2 separate regions of the Pan troglodytes genome follow, and region 2 is linked to region 1. A link is a contact called in public capture Hi-C data. All regions are on one chromosome and are shown on one strand. The core of a region is the stretch at or near the end of the contact, and the rest is flanking DNA. Distances in the headings are between cores, read along the strand shown. Region 1 has its middle 72 kb from the start of ZNF664. Region 2 overlaps NCOR2 (nuclear receptor corepressor 2).

Region 1 (4,253 bases), core at 231-2,730:
CATATGACTTGACCTAGTTTGGGAATTCATTAGAACTTGAGTGGTAGCTGAATTCACAGAAATTGAGCTCTTCTCCCCTTCTGTCCTGAAGGAAAATCTTTCCCAGAAGCTCTCATGAGACTTGTCCTCATGTCTCACAGGTGAAACCTGAATCACAGGCCCACCCCAAAGACCAATCACTATCAAAGGGAACAGAATGGCTTTGCTGATTTAATCATGATTCATCCTAGGGCTGGACATGCAGACACCCAAACAAAATCTGGCCTCTGTATCATCAAGGAAGACAGGAGACAGGAGGATGGTTGCTGGGAAGGTAACTTGGACGGGGGAGTGTGTTTGGGCCTCAGCCTGATATCAGGGATTAGTGCTCACATGGTTTTCTGGGAAGACCCACACAGAGCGGAGTCCCAGGGTCATGGAGTGGTGCTCCACTGACATCTGGCTCTTCAGAGGAGGAGGTTTGTCACTGTCAGAGATGAGACGGATGAGGTCAAGGGCTCTGAAAGCACAGAAGGTTTTGAAATTGCATAAAGGGTCTGTATTGCCAGGCCTGGGGAAGTGCTAGAGAGAAGAGAAGCCTGGCCCTATTGACACTTTAACTGGCCTCATATGAACTTCTTTAAAGAAGACTGAAGAGCAGAGATTTTATGTAAAGGAAAAGAAATTCAGGGGCTGGGCTGGGGAGGACACTTATTTCAAAGAGCTTCTCTCCAGGCAGCTTTTCTCTCTGCCCCACAGGAAAGCTTTGTGAAATAGCATCCTTCCCTGCTCAGCCCCTGACGCGTTTGCAAACAGAACAGACTGGGTTTGTGCAGTGGCACTGCCACCCCCCACGCCACCCCAGTCACTCATGCAAAGAGCTATTGCCAGTGGGAAATGAAAAAACAAAGAGAGGCCTTTTCCTCTGCCTGCTGACCTCCTTTTAGGATCCTGGTCTACAAAATATCATCATCATCATTTCCATTTTGGAAACAGATGAGCCTAGTCTTGGGTTCAATAAACTCTTCAAGCCTGAATCCCAAGGCACACTCACTGCCTCCCAGCCTATAACACGCCAAGTTAGCAGAATCTGTGGGCTCCCAGTTTTTCCACCTAGAAAGCAGGAGTGAATGCGTCCCTCTCTCACTACACGGGTACATGATAGAAGATCAGTGAGGCCGCAGGAGCCAGGAATTCTCCTCAGCAGCCTCCCTTCCCTCTCAAAGCATCCCACGGTACCCTCTGCAACAGGATCTTCAAATATTTTTAATCATGCATCCCTACCAGGAAAAAAAAAAATGAGCACAGTGATAGTCGAGTCCTGCAGGAAGCAGACACTGAGATGCAGTTAGGAGGCTGAGGTTAATTGCAGGTGACTCCTGTAAAAGATACAAGAGAGAGGCACAGGAGTGGGCAGACGAGCCTCCAACACCATGCAGATCTGGCAGCCACCGCCGGCCCCACCCAGGCTCCAGAGCAAAGACTGCCCACTGGAGGAATCCCCCATTGAGCAGAAATGGCCAGGCCCAAGGACACCTGCTGTGCTTGGTGTCGGGCCGGGCTGCCCCTGCTCAGAAGCCGAGGGGGAGCCTGAGGCACATTGAATGACTGGAGGCTGCCAGATAACCGCACTTCCTGCCTGAGCAAGCTCCTTCTTAAAAGGAGATCCGAGCAATACACCTCTATAGTTGCTGCATGCCTGTGTGTGTGTGTGTGAGTGTGTGTGTGTGTGTGAGTGTGTGTGTGTGTGTGTGTGTGTCGCATGGGCTGCTGTATTATATGTTACATGCCCTAAAAATAGATCCAAAAATTAAAATTTCACAATGATGTGGCACGAAACACATAAACAGGCGCTCTCATGTTCTCCCTCTGCTCGCCCCCGACTGCACTGCTGTCACCCGACTCTGCAGACTCTGTTCTGGGAAGGAACATGCCTGTGCATGCAGCTGTTTCTTCTTTTTTTTTTTTTTTTGAGACGGAGTCTCCCTCTGTCACCCAGGCTGGAGTGCAGTGGCGCGATCTCGGTTCACTGCAACCTCCACCTCCCGGGTTCAAGTGATTTTCCTGCCTCAGTCTCTCGAGTAGCTGAGATTACAGGTGTGTGCCATCACAGCCGGCTAATTTTTGTATTTTTAGTAAAGACGGGGTTTCACCATATTGGCCAGGCTGGTTTGGAACTCCTGACCTCAAGTGATCTGCCCACCTTGGCCTCCCAAAGTGCTGAGATTACAGGAGTGAGCCATGGCGCCCGGCCACATGCAGCTTCATGGACCACTCCCCGCTTGCCTGAAGAGGTGCTGGCTCCCCTCTGTCCAGCAGCAGCTGATTATTCCTTGGGCCTCATGGGCTGCAGGGTCAGAAAGCGATCCCGCAATTCAGGGCACTCACCTAGCCTTTTCATCCCCTGGTTAAAGTCTTAGATCCAGCATCTAAACCACATAACTCCAGCTTTTACCACAGAAACTCCCAAAGACGCATAGCAACTGTCACAACACGCAGCTCTTCTTGTCCTTCCCTCAACCCTACAGCAAAGCAGCCACCAGGAGGCAAGACCTTTTGGATGCTGAAAGGGGAGAAATGGATACTTTGCCACAGCGTGTGCAATATTGAGCTGCAATCATTTCCTTTGTCTGCAAGTTGAAAATCCCCAAAGCGCAACCCTCTTCAGGAGGACACAGGAAGAGCTGCATAGGGTCTGGGCTTCAAACTGAAGCCCAGACACAACCATTGAGTCCCAGGGATTATGAACAGAAGCCAGCGCTTGGACACCTCAGGGGTTGCCCAAGTCTCACAGTATCTTAACGGTGCTAACGCCATCATGATCCAGAGTGCACCCACGTGGCTTTCTGAGGTGCTGTGTCCCCTGCTCTCTGAGACTATAGGGTGTGAAGCTAAGGAGAGGAGACCGAAAGGAAATACAGAGATCTAAAGCTTGGGAGGAGAGCTGAATCATTTGACAGCAGCTTCCCCCAGAGCAGCGGTCACGATAATTTTATGATGTTATATCCAGCACCAAGCTCATCATTGCCAGAGGACAGACCCCGCGACAGCAGAGATTTTTGTTTCCAAAGAAAAGTTCATTTCTCTTCTCACAGCAGGGCCTGGCTTTAAATATTTGTTGAGTTAATTTTGCTCTTCTCCTAATATTTAAGTTTCATTAAGGAGCTGAGGTACCTACAATAAAAATGTGAAGGAACACAGGAGAGCTGTTCCTTTGTCTTCTCCTTGGGAAGTCTGGGGCCACTGCTTCTGGTGCGGTGCTGTCATCCCTAGCAGCTCCATCGTGCATTTGGTGGCCTCTCTTTTTCCTTTTTTTTTTTTTTTGAGATGGAGTCTCACTCTGTTGCCCAGGCTGGAGTGCAGTGGCGCAATCTCGGCTCACTGCAAGCTCCGCCTCCCGAGTTCAAGTGATTCTCCTGCCTCAGCGTCCCAAGTACCTGGGATTACAGGTTCCTGCTGCCACACCCAGCTATTTTTTGTATTTTTAGTAGAGACAGGGTTTTGCCATGTTGCCCAGGCTGGTCTCGAACTCCTGACCTCAGGTGATCTGCCCACCTTGGCCTCCCAAAGTGCTGAGATTACAGGCATGAGCCACTGTGCCCGGCCTTGGTGGCCTCTCTTGACCAGTGATAAACAGGTGGCAGCAAAAGACAGGGAGAGGCCAGACTTGTGCAAACGGGCCCAGTGGAAGCACCCCTAGTGCCTAAGGCATGCATGCACTCTGTTCCTCTAATTTGGGGATGGAATCCAAAATCCTGGCCTACCTCAGTGGTTCTCAACCAGGGTAGGGGCTCCCTGACCCACGTCCCAGGAAACAAACAGCATCACTAAGAGACCCTCTGCTCACCCCGAGTGGCTTCCACACGTCACTCTCCTGAGCAGCCACGCAGGGCACTGGGCAGAGGAAGGACAAGCAGGGCAGGGGAGAGGCCCTGGCTCATCCCGCGTTGCTGGAAGGGGGTTCGTCCTTCGCCTGGTGCAGGGGTCCCTGCTTAGGGATGCAGGAACCCCTGCCAGTCTCTAGGCCAGGAGAAATGCTTGTGACAGGGCAACCATTCCGTCTACTGATGCTCCTGGAACCTATCCTCATATTCAACGCCACAGAGATACATTTTTCTGCTGAAAGAGTTCTGACTCAGGGTAAGACAGAATTTGGGATTAATAAGGTGACCCTAGAACACCTCCCATAGAAGAGAGATCTGTGTGGGTGGCTTCCGGTCCTCACATAGGAGAAAGACTCCATTCAACTTGAGTCCATCAGATCAACATTTCTC
Region 2 (4,721 bases), core at 1,630-4,129, 280 kb before region 1:
AGATTTATGCTAACACTTATATATAAATATTTTGTATTTATCTTTTTAAGACACGGTCTTTCTGTCACCTAGGCCAGAGTGCAGTGGTGCAATCACAGCTCACTGCAGCCTCCGCCTCCCAGGCTTAGATGATCCTCCTACCTCTCAGCCTCCTGAGCAGCTGGGACTACAGGCATGCGCCACTGCACCCGACTAATTTTTTATCTTTTTTGTAGAGACAGGCTCTCAATATGTTACCCAGGCTAGTCTTGAACTCCTGTCCTCAAGCTGAGGATCCTCCCACCTCGACTGATTTTTGTTTTTTGTGTTTGTTTGTTTGTCTGTTTGTTTGACAGAGTCTTGCTCTGTCACCCAGGCTGGAGTGCAGTGGTGCAATCTTGGCTCACTGCAGCCTCTGCCTCCCGGGTTTCAGCAGTTCTTCCACCTCAGCCTCCCAAGTAGCGGGATTACAGACACCTGCCACTACACCTGGCTAATTTTTGTATTTTTAGTAGAGACGGGGTTTCATCATGTTGGCCAGGCTGATCTCGAACTCCTGACGTCAGATGATCCACCCACATTGGGCCTCCCAAAGTGCTGGGTTTACAGGCGTGAGCAGTCACGCCCAGCCTGATTTTTTCTTTTTATGCAGTTTTAGTCCACAAGAAGAAATTTTCCAGGCTCCAGTCTTTGCCACTCAACCTGTGTCAGACTTCACCTTTATAAATGGAGATCGTTAAGCCTGGAGCCAGCTCCATCAGGTCACGGACTCGTGGCCTTGGGTAGAAGGCCCAGTTGCGCTGCTGTGATTTCAGCACTCACCCTTGTTGGAAATGTTGCTTTTTCTTCATGCACATGGCTGTTTTTTCAAAAGTGCTGCAGAAATGTGGCCAAGACAGCAGAAAAGGTGTGAGCATCCCTGGCTACAAACGTATTTGAAACCAAAAGGGAAAAGAAAACGCAGGCAGCCAGCAGTTGCTACAGAAACGTGATTTTCAAAGCATCTGCGTCACCCGCAACCTCATGGAAGCCTCGGTTTAGTTTACAAAGGAGCGAGTGGTCAGAAAGACGATTTGACCACTTTGTATTCGTATGATTCATTCAGAGCAGAAGTTTAAAAATCCATGAAACACTTGCCCCGTGTGGGCACGGTGGAATGGGGATTCACTGGGGGCTTTTGAAAGCAAAGGCTGGTTTAACAAAAATTCTGAAAAGACAGCACCTATAGGGGGTGTGCAAAGGTCCCCCACCTCCATGTGGTTCACAAGAAAGAAAAAAGGGAAAGGAATTGTGGTTAACAGAAAAGGAGGTTTCCCCGATTGTCAGGAGGTGTTCTGGAAGCATCCTCTTGGGACCGGTTTGTTGATTCGACCACTTTGTCCTTGGGACTGGGCAGCTGGGCCAGCTGGGGCCGGACCAGGGCTGGTCCCGTGATTGTGTCTACTTCTGCCCTGTCCCCTGCACGCACCGTAACTGCATGGCTATGACCCCGCCCTCAGCGTCCGTCTCTGCACCTCTTTCTCCTCATGGCTCCTGGGTGGGGAGAGGCAGAGGGAGGAGAGCAGGCCCAGCTTGGTGGGGAGGTAGGGGGCTGCACGTCCCAGGTCACACAGGTGGAGGTGGGGCAGCGGGAGGACCATCTGGTCACCTTCTCTCTCTCAGTCCCTTCCCCAGCCCCCCGCCAGCCCCCAGCTCTGGCTTGAGCCAATTTTCTAGCAGCCTGTTCCCCAAACAGGGTAGCCCTCCCATCTCCCACCCTCTCCATTAAGGCCACTTGAGATTAAAAAAAAAACAAAACAGCCCCAGCTAGGATTGGAGGTGCAGACGGGGCTTGTGATTTCCCAGAGGACAGAATAGGAATGAGAATAGGGGCTGGTGGGGGCATCTGACCTCCCCTACCCCACCTCCCTGGCAGTGCCCAAGAGCTTCCGGGGCCCCAGGTAGAAGGAACCAGCCTCTCCCCTTTTAACACCACCCAGCAGGAAAAAAAGGGTGGGGAGGGATAGGGAAATAAATATGTTGCTTTGCCGAAATGTGCTCACTGTGTATTTCTCTCTCCTCCTCCTCCTCCTCCTTCCCTCTCTCTCTCCCTTCTCTCTCTCCCCCTTCTCTCTCTCCGTCGCCCCTCTGGCTCCCCCTCCCCGGCCCCCATGTGTCTGTCTGTCTGTCTGTCTCTCTCTCCCAGGCCTTATGACCTATAGAAGCCAGGCGGTGCAGGAACATGCCAGCACCAACATGGGGCTGGAGGCCATAATTAGAAAGGCACTCATGGGTAAATATGACCAGTGGGAAGAGTCCCCGCCACTCAGCGCCAATGCTTTTAACCCTCTGAATGCCAGTGCCAGCCTGCCCGCTGCTATGCCCATAACCGCTGCTGACGGACGGAGTGACCACACACTCACCTCGCCAGGTCTGCAGGCCACCCCCGCCCCGCCCCCGTCTGTCCCCACCCCCGGTGTGATTAATCCTCGCTCCTCCGCGCTCCTCTGACAACCCCCTCCTCGAGCTTTGGAGCTTGTGACTTTATTTTTGTGCGTGTTTGACCTCGTTCTGGAGTTTGCTAATCTGAAGCTGGGCTGACACCCCCCAAGTGTCTGTACCCTCTGCCCCCCAGCCCCGGCCCTCCTGCCCACTAGGCCCAAAGCGCTGCCGCCTCCCTCGGACACTCACACTGCTGTCCGCCCCCCAGTCCTCCCGCCTTCCTCCCTGCGGAGACCCGGCTTCTTGGCCCATCTGTCTCCTTGAGGGAGAGCAGGCTGGAGTGAAGCCCCACCCACACTGTGTGGACAGGGGAATGGCAGCCAGGCCTGTGCTCAGCATCTGCCAGACCCACTATGTGTCCTCAGCTGCCCCTTAGCCTGGTGGGGAGGAGCCCAGGGTCTGTCTCAGCCCTGGGAGTCAGGGAGCCTTAGGGGTCAGCCTGGTTCCCCATCAATACCCTCTGTATCGGGGCAGGGAGCTGAGGAGAGAGTTGCAGTTGTCCAACCTGGACACTGAGGCCCCAAGAAGCTTCTGGAGCCTCTGTGGGGGTCAGGCCTGGCCTCAGGGGTCCTGACTTCTCTGCACGGGGCCTGGATCCTGCCTAGCCTTAGCATGGTTCTGGGGCCACGCTCAAACTGGAAGCCCAGCTTCATGCTTAGGGTTCCAGCCCCTGGGGCTGGGGTTGCTGCAGGACAGCCCAGGGGGCTATTGCAAACAGCAGACAGTTTAGCCACCTCCCCCCGCCCAGCAGAAACTATCTCCACCCTCCAGGCTCATGGCTGGCCATCTGGTCAACCCTGGCTTCCCAGCTGGGGCGGGCAGCAGGGAGGAGGGGTTCACGTCGCTGCTCTCCCTCCCTCTTTGGAGGGCCCATGGCAGGACCTCACCCTGCCCCTGTGGCCCCACCGCAGCGTCAGTGCTGTCTTCACTGCCCAACGCAGCCCCTTCCCATCTTGTCCCCCTGCAGGTGGCGGCGGGAAGGCCAAGGTCTCTGGCAGACCCAGCAGCCGAAAAGCCAAGTCCCCGGCCCCGGGCCTGGCGTCTGGGGACCGGCCACCCTCTGTCTCCTCAGTGCACTCGGAGGGAGACTGCAACCGCCGGACGCCGCTCACCAACCGCGTGTGGGAGGACAGGCCCTCGTCCGCAGGTGGGCACCAGGTGGGGACAGGGCTGGGCTCGCCGAGCCCCCCGACACTGGGCTGTGAATGCTGCCGGGGCACTGAATGCTGAGCGCCTGCTGCGTGCAGAGCTCAGACTCGGGCCTGTTCTGTGGAAACGCTGTCCAGGGGCCTGGGCAGCTGAGCCTGGCTCACGAACCATCAGGATGCTTCTGCCAGGGGCACAGGCAGAGGAAAAGGGTGTGGTTGGGGCCGGCCAGATCACATGGGCCTGGTGGGCCATCCAGGGGAGCCTGGACTTCCTTTGATGGGTAGTGAGGAGGCGTGGAGGGCTTTCGGAAGGGAAATGCTCATCTAACATAGGGTCAGAAGGCCCCTGGGAGAATAGACCAGAGGGACGGTGAATAGGCTACTGCTATAGTCCAGGCAAAAGACAGCAGCAGGGTGTGAACAGGGACGGAAGTAGAACAGGTGAAGAGAGGCAGACGGTTCTGAGACCTGTTTGCAATTAGAAAGGTCTGGGAGGACTGTTGGACAGAAACGCTGAGGCCTCTGTTCCCGGTGTGGTGGGCAGGCGGCCAGCAGGGGCTGCCGGGCTCACAGAGGCCTCCCGGGCATCTTTCGCTTCTTCCCGCAGGTTCCACGCCATTCCCCTACAACCCCCTGATCATGCGGCTGCAGGCGGGTGTCATGGCTTCCCCACCCCCACCGGGCCTCCCCGCGGGCAGCGGGCCCCTCGCTGGCCCCCACCACGCCTGGGACGAGGAGCCCAAGCCACTGCTCTGCTCGCAGTACGAGACACTCTCCGACAGCGAGTGACTCAGAACGGGGGAGGGGGGGGCGGTGTCAGGTCCCAGCGAGCCACAGGAACGGCCCGGCAGGAGCGGGGCGGCTGCCGACTCCCCCAACCAAGGAAGGAGCCCCTGAGTCCGCCTGCGCCTCCATCCATCTGTCCGTCCAGAGCCGGCATCCTTGCCTGTCTAAAGCCTTAACTAAGACTCCCGCCCCGGGCTGGCCCTGTGCAGACCTTACTCAGGGGATGTTTACCTGGTGCTCGGGAAGGGAGGGGAAGGGGCCGGGGAGGGGGCACGGCAGGCGTGTGGCAGCCACACGCAGGCGGCCGGGGCGGCCAGGGACCCAAAG

The links. Capture Hi-C pulls out chosen DNA fragments and counts their contacts.
Region 2: a contact with region 1 is called in a capture Hi-C map of stem cell-derived neural stem cells, with 4 times the contacts expected there. The contact joins two enhancer-like sites. A contact is called at or near these places in 5 of 7 Hi-C or Micro-C datasets (blood, induced pluripotent stem cells, lymphocytes and 1 more) and 1 of 1 other capture datasets (stem cell-derived neural stem cells).

What each region holds. Positions count from the first base shown.
Region 1 is chr10:130,866,313-130,870,565 of NHGRI_mPanTro3-v2.0_pri, reverse strand. No RefSeq gene overlaps it. Among named protein-coding and RNA genes, the nearest start is that of ZNF664, 72 kb to the right of the region's middle. Within about 2 kb of position 1,480, at least 7 of the 24 cell types and tissues checked have an H3K27ac peak or open chromatin away from gene starts, as enhancers often do. A contact at or near this core is called in stem cell-derived neural stem cells, where this site is marked.
Region 2 is chr10:131,151,934-131,156,654 of NHGRI_mPanTro3-v2.0_pri, reverse strand. It overlaps NCOR2 (nuclear receptor corepressor 2), which reads left to right. Exons shown (of 48, transcript XM_024348140.3): 46 at 2,165-2,251; 47 at 3,428-3,607; 48 at 4,216-4,721. The coding sequence ends at 4,397. Among named protein-coding and RNA genes, the nearest start is that of RFLNA, 38 kb to the right of the region's middle. Within about 2 kb of position 2,879, at least 6 of the 24 cell types and tissues checked have an H3K27ac peak or open chromatin away from gene starts, as enhancers often do. A contact at or near this core is called in stem cell-derived neural stem cells, where this site is marked.